Linked DNA regions of Hordeum vulgare: region 2 is linked to region 1. Evidence: chromatin contacts called from public Hi-C data. All regions are on one chromosome and are shown on one strand. The core of a region is the stretch at or near the end of the contact, and the rest is flanking DNA. Distances in the headings are between cores, read along the strand shown. Region 1 holds the start of LOC123451077 (protein WHAT'S THIS FACTOR 1 homolog, chloroplastic). Region 2 holds the start of LOC123451089 (transcription factor WRKY19-like).

Region 1 (3,230 bases), core at 51-2,550:
ATAATGCGGTTTTCATGAAATTTGTAAACAATTCTGATTCATTAGCATGTAGTATTTTTTTGTACATTAGATTTTTTTAATGGCGTGGTTTACCGATATTCACACACTTTCTAAATTGTATTCTGAAGAAATTGTCTTCTTTTTACTTTTTTACTTCTAAGAATTTTTTTACAGGGTGAATAATGCTCAAGGTAGGAGTGCGAAGGGGTAGGGTTTGGGCACTGCCGATAGGCACAAATTTGTGCCCGTACTGTACCCATATGGGTTGGGTACCCATTCTCATTCGTAAAATTGCCATCCTTAGTGGTGGCGCAGTCGGCCGCCGTGAAACCGTGTTTCATGCGCCAATACCTATTTGATATTTTATAAACTAAATACTATGTATTGATCATAAGTCTGGGTTTTCCCCTCTTCTTTGTCTATCAAGGAATAAAATGTGTTTTCATGTGCCATTTGCTGGTGTTCACAAAGGGTGGGTTTTGTATTGTGGGAAGCACATTGATGCTCCCTTCAATCTAGAAAATTTAAAACTTAGTTGAGATGTTTTTTATAAAAATATGGCTCGTGCATATTCAGGTGAGCCATGAAATTGTAAAAAAAATGGACACATACTTTCATTTATGGTTTGGGTGAGAAAAACAAAAGTGGGGAGCTAGAATATCAAATCTTGTTTTGAACAATGTTTCGGTTTGTTATTTTTGCAGAACCCCAAAAAATAATGGGTTTTTTCATGAAATGTGGAAATATATATATTAACTAGCATGTACTCCCTCCGTCTTAAAATTCTCTTCTTAGGTTTGTCTAGAAATGGATGTATCTAAATACTAAAATGTGACTAGATACATTCATATCTAAACAAATGTAAGACCAGAATTTTGAGACGAAGGGAGTAGTATTGTTTTTTTTTTAATATTAGTTTTTGAAAAGGGAGCATTTCTGTGAGCACACTTGATGGTTTACCGATATTCACATAACTTCTAAATTGTATTCTAAAGAAATTTTCAGGAGATGAAGAAATGCTCAAGGTAGGAGTGGGAAGGATCACCAACATTTTCATTCAAATAACTCTTTTTTCTAGAAGATTCCATTAAAATAACTGGGCTGGCTGACTAGGAGGAAGTGGACATTGAATAGCCCATCAGCATAAGCCTTATTCGGGCTTTATTTGAGCCCAATGAAGCCAGGCCCACAGACTAGCCCATCAGGCCGCCAGCAAAATATCACCCATAACCCCCCAAAAATATCCACTCGCTACGGGAGGTTTATCCCCACACCCCCTTCTCCCCACCGCCGCGGCGGAGCTCACCTGAGCCGCAAAAATGGAGGCCAAGCTGCTGCTCCTCTCCTTCCCCTCCCCGCCCACCACTCCCCACCACCCACCACCCCCCAAATCCCTATTCCTCGGCGCCTCCCTCCCGCTCCACCCGCTGGCCGCCGCCCCGCCGCCCCCTTCCCTGCGCACCCGCCCCCGTCTGGCCGTCGTGGCGCAGGCGGCCGCCGTGAAGCGCCGCAAGGAGGTGCCTTTCGACAACGTGATCCAGCGGGACAAGAAGCTGAAGCTGGTGCTCAAGCTGCGCAACATCCTCGTCTCCAGCCCCGACCGCGTCATGAGCCTCCGCGACCTCGGCCGCTTCCGCCGCGACCTCGGGCTCACCCGCAAGCGCCGCCTCATCGCGCTCCTCAAGCGCTTCCCTGGCGTCTTCGAGATCGTCGAGGAGGGCGTCTACTCGCTCCGCTTCCGCCTCACCCCCGCCGCCGAGCGCCTCTACCTCGACGAGCTCTACCTCCGCAACGAGTCCGAGGGCCTCGCCGTCGCCAAGCTCCGCAAGCTGCTCATGATGTCGCTCGACCGCCGCATCCTCATCGAGCGGATCGCGCACCTCAAGAACGACCTCGGTCTGCCCTCCAACTTCCACGACACCATCTGCCTCAGGTACCCGCACTACTTCCGCGTCGTCAGGATGGACAGAGGGCCCGCGCTGGAGCTCACCGAATGGGACCCCGAGCTGGCCGTGTCCGCCGCCGAGCTCGCCGAGGAGGATAATCGGGCCAGGGAGGCCGAGGAGAGGAATTTGATAATTGACCGGCCGCTCAGGTTCAACAGGGTGAAGCTGCCCAAGGGGCTGAAGGTGTCGCGGGGAGAGGGGCGGAGGATCGAGAAATTCAGAGAAATGCCCTACATTTCGCCGTACGCCGACTTCTCACACCTGCCGTCGGGGTCCCCTGAGAAGGAGAAGCATGCCTGTGGGGTGGTTCATGAGATTCTAAGCCTCACACTTGAGAAGCGCACGCTGGTTGACCACCTGACACACTTCCGGGAGGAGTTCCGGTTCTCGCAGTCTCTGCGGGGGATGCTCATCCGGCACCCTGACATGTTCTATGTGTCACTCAAGGGAGATAGAGACTCGGTGTTCCTCCGTGAGGCGTACAAGAACTCGCAGCTTATCGAGAAGAGCCATCTCGTGCTGCTTAAGGAGAAGATGAGGGCTCTTGTCGCGGTTCCACGCTTCCCTCGACGAGGTGGGCCTAGGACTGGTGAGGAGACTGAAGGAGGCAATGGCTCTGCACAAAGGTATAATGAAGGAAGCGACATGGAAGATGAAGAAGACGATGATTTCTCAGACATGGAAGACTTGATTGGGGAACTTGGTGGCAAATCTGACAACAGCGGCTACCGCTGGGGTGATGGCTGGGTTGGCGAGAGTGATGGCTCGCCACCGGACTTTGGAGATGGTGATGACTCGAGTCCACAAGAAGTCGAGATACCAAAGTCAAAGAGTAATAGAACCACTGATGTCGATGACGACTCGTCTGTTCCTGTATTTCCTGATGGCAGACAACGGGAACGGTGGTAAACTGAGCTATTTTGAGATTTAGCTGATAGAAATCTTCATCTGTATTGTTAGTTTTATCATCTTATCTGATTGCAAAGCCCTATCACTATGTCTTTTGATGTGCCCTGCTGGGTCGCTTGCTAGTGTTATGTGTCACCGAGTGCGTGATTAGCTTACAACATCATTTTGTGAACAACCTGCATGGTAACAGTCTTCAGTACAGTCCTGCGACGGACATTCACAATAGAAATATATGTAAAACTGTTTTCACATGAATGAAAGATAGTCATGGCTGCAAATGTACCACTTGATTTGGAAATTTGGGTGCTCGATCGATCATATCTTGTGAAATGTCGATCTGTATTTAAGGGCCTAATATCAAGTGGCAAGATAGGA
Region 2 (3,322 bases), core at 315-2,814, 140 kb after region 1:
CAATTGATTAATTTTTGTCCTTTGGCAGATTGTGTTCGAGGCTTTCAATTGCTGAATCAATGGAGGCTGGCGTTGTGTTCTTCCATCAGTTCTTCTTTTTAATGTTGGCCGGGGCTGTGTTCTTCTTTCTGCATGGCCAAATCGATCGTCTTGGAGAGCAGCAAGTGTTGATAACGTGTGAAAGAATAAAAGCAAATGATGGAACAGGCTCTCTCATTGATTGAAACTGGGTATCTATACCCTTCTTACAAGGCAGTTAGAGTTACAATGTCGGTAACTACAACCGACCTAAACAACTGACTTAAGCATTGATTATTAGGATTAAATTAATCCTTAACAATAAAAAAATCGACCCAACCGGATTTCTCATATCTACCTCAAACATCTGGATTGACCGACACCTCTCATGTCCATCTCAAATAACGAAAGAGAACACAAATGATGGAATCGTGAACTCATTGATTGAAGATGTGGGTATATATATCCGTGTACAAAGGCGGTTACAAGGAGCAGTTGCTAAACTAAAGCAACGATTATCCCTTAATTAATGCATTTAATTAATTCCTAACAGATACGAGGGTTCGTGGATGCATCCGGACACGCTCGATCAGTCCGTCACGTAGGATGCGATCCCATTTAAAACATTTTTTTCTTTCTTCTTCTTTACCAATCACGTGCAAGTGATGAGACATATGAGAAAAATATAAAAAAATAAGGCTGTATGGATGAAAAAGTAGGGATTTAAAACGAACACGTCCGATCGTGTCTGTCTGTGAATGTTTGAGGGGCCGAATTTATAAGTTTCGATTGTAGATGATATCATAACCATGTCTCTAGAACTAAACCCTCAAATCCATGTTCTGCAACGCTAATCCAACCCGAAAACCAAACCGGAAAGGGCAGGACCGAGGGTGAATCTCCGTGCGAGAACGGACGGGCGGGCAAAGATTTGAGTGATGGCCAACTGAGAAACACTCAGACTGAAAAATAGCAAACCCGTTTTCTTAACACAGTACAGCGCATCCGTCCGGAAATTTGATTTGGTGTTTTGAACCAAGTCTCACAGCCCAGCGCATCCGTCCGGGGTCGGGTCGTGTCCATGTAGAAACCGGTGACGATTCCGGGCATACGCCGTGTGAAAGCAGATGGACGTGACTCGCTAGCTGGACGACGACGACGCTGCTCCCTATATGAGGCTAGGGCCGGCCGGTTACCCCTCTCTCTCGTTCAACCGATCCATCCGGCTGTGGCCTGCACATACGCAACAAACGGGGAAAGAAAACCACACGGACTCGCTGCTGATTGCGCCCTTTGTCTGCGGGTCACGCCATGTCCTCGCCTTGGTCTGCTACACGTGGATCGATCATGCCCCTGGCCCAGGTTGGCTCTACACCAGCCTAAAAAAAGCTTCTCACTTTCACTGCTCACTTCCCGGCAACCAACCGCGACCGCGCGCCGCCTTCCGGGCACCTTCCTTCCTCCGCCTTGCCGCGGCGCAGATCGACCGCACGCCCGCCGAGGAGGTGACGCCACCAAGCCACGTACCGGCGCGGCGCAACGCCAGCCGGTTTTCTCCCTCCGCGGTTACTGTCTGCCCATGGACCGCACCGGCGGCGAAACTTCCAGGAAAAGCGCGGTGAACTTCACATGCCACTCACTGGTCACTACCATCCCCGCTCGCCCGCGCCAGCGTAGATCGGTCCAAACGTGGCGAGAACGACGCCGCTGGTTATTGCGGCCGGCCACTTCACAGGCCGGAGTAGTTGGACGTGATTAACTAGGAGCAGAGGCAGAGAGCGTGTGTATGTATGTATATTCATGGCGCCATGCATGGTGGATTGGTGGTGGCCATGCCCTGGACCAAAAGGGAGAGGAGACTAGGACCGGCGGTCCGAGCGTGACGTGGTTCTTCCTTCCCCGATTCAAAGTCTCGCGCTTTTCTCCGGTCTTCAGTCAAACCAACCTCATGATTTTTTACTATTCCGCCATGAACAGTGCTTGGGTCCGGCGGCCCTATAAAGCCTCCTCCTCCTCCCGCTGCCACCAGTCACCACCAAGCTCATCATCATCATCACAACAAAAGGAACGCCCGCCGAGCAAGCACGGGCACGCTCTCGTTCTCGTCTCATGAGAAGCTTGCCGCTGATCGACTAGCTAGACTTGGTGTGCCGGCCGGGCATGGAGGGCACGACGGCGACGCTGGCGTCGGAGCTGGACGGGCTGCTGGCCATGGCGAGGGAGCTGGAAGCGCGCGTCGACGGCGACCAGGGCGCGCCCGGCGCGGCGAGGGAGCTCTGCGCCGAGCTGGCCGCGTCCGTCGACCGGGCCGTGCGCCTCGCCGGGAGCGGAGGCAATGCCGGCGGCAGGGCGTGCGTGAACGGCCGGCTCAGGAGCGGCAGGAATGCGGCGGCAGTGCGGGCGCAGGTCCGGGTGGCGTCGATGCATGACCTCGGCCCCCTCGACGACGGGCTCAGCTGGCGCAAGTACGGCCAGAAGGACATCCTGGGCGCCACGTACCCCAGAGCATACTTCCGGTGCACGCACCGGCACTCGCAGGGCTGCCAGGCCACCAAGCAGGTGCAGCGCGCCCACGCCGACCCGCTGCTCTTCGACGTCGTCTACCACGGCGCGCACACCTGCGCCCAGGCCGCCGCGGCCCTGGCCGGCCCGGAGCACCAGCCTCCTGCCGCCTTCGGCCTGGAGCAGCAGCAGCAGAGCTCGCCGCCTGCGGCGCCACAAGGGATCCAGTGGCCGGCGGAGCCCATGACGCCGCCCTCCTTTCCTTCCTCGCCGGCCGGCTGCTACACGCCGGCGAGCTCCTGGTGCCAGCTTACCGGCGGCTACGGCTACGCTGCCGGCGGCGGCCTCGGGGCTGACATGGAGTTCGACGAGCTGTTCTGGAACACGCCAGGGTTTTTCGAACCGGAGGTTCAGAACCTGTAGGCAGGCGCAGCGGCCAGCATCCTACTGTATTTGAGCCAGTGTTTAGATTCAGGTTCCTGATCATGTATCACAATGGAAGCTATATCTATACAGTATCATCACTGGTGGTGGCTATACACTGACCTGAAACTCAAATTGTTCTACAAAAACTCTGAACTGCAGCAGCTCCATAGCTCCAGTATATTACGGATCAGCAAATGCACAAAGCCAACATGTGCAGCTTATTACAGCAGCAACTAGTTGAGCAGAAGAAATGTACACTCACTACAGTACAATGTCATCAGCATCACTACACACACTAAAAAACAGAGGTTTTCCAACAATTTACAAGCACCTATACTGAACTCTTCTCCTTGCTGTCCCGAGGAGCTTCAGGGCT

What was found. Hi-C and Micro-C count contacts between places; a contact is called where the count stands out from the background.
Region 2: a contact with region 1 is called in a Hi-C map of seedling, with 1.6 times the contacts expected there. The contact joins the promoter of LOC123451089 here to the promoter of LOC123451077 in region 1. A contact is called at or near these places in 1 of 6 Hi-C or Micro-C datasets (seedling) and 1 of 1 datasets of contacts at active chromatin or transcription factors (embryo).

The regions. Positions count from the first base shown.
Region 1 is chr1H:504,902,499-504,905,728 of MorexV3_pseudomolecules_assembly, forward strand. It overlaps LOC123451077 (protein WHAT'S THIS FACTOR 1 homolog, chloroplastic), which reads left to right and starts at 1,301. Exons shown (of 1, transcript XM_045128092.1): 1 at 1,301-3,153. The coding sequence starts at 1,320. The coding sequence ends at 2,855.
Region 2 is chr1H:505,042,655-505,045,976 of MorexV3_pseudomolecules_assembly, forward strand. LOC123451089 (transcription factor WRKY19-like) reads left to right here and starts at 1,565. Exons shown (of 1, transcript XM_045128103.1): 1 at 1,565-3,072. The coding sequence starts at 2,179. The coding sequence ends at 2,943. LOC123451111 reads right to left here. Exons shown (of 2, transcript XM_045128136.1): 2 at 3,089-3,322. The coding sequence ends at 3,278.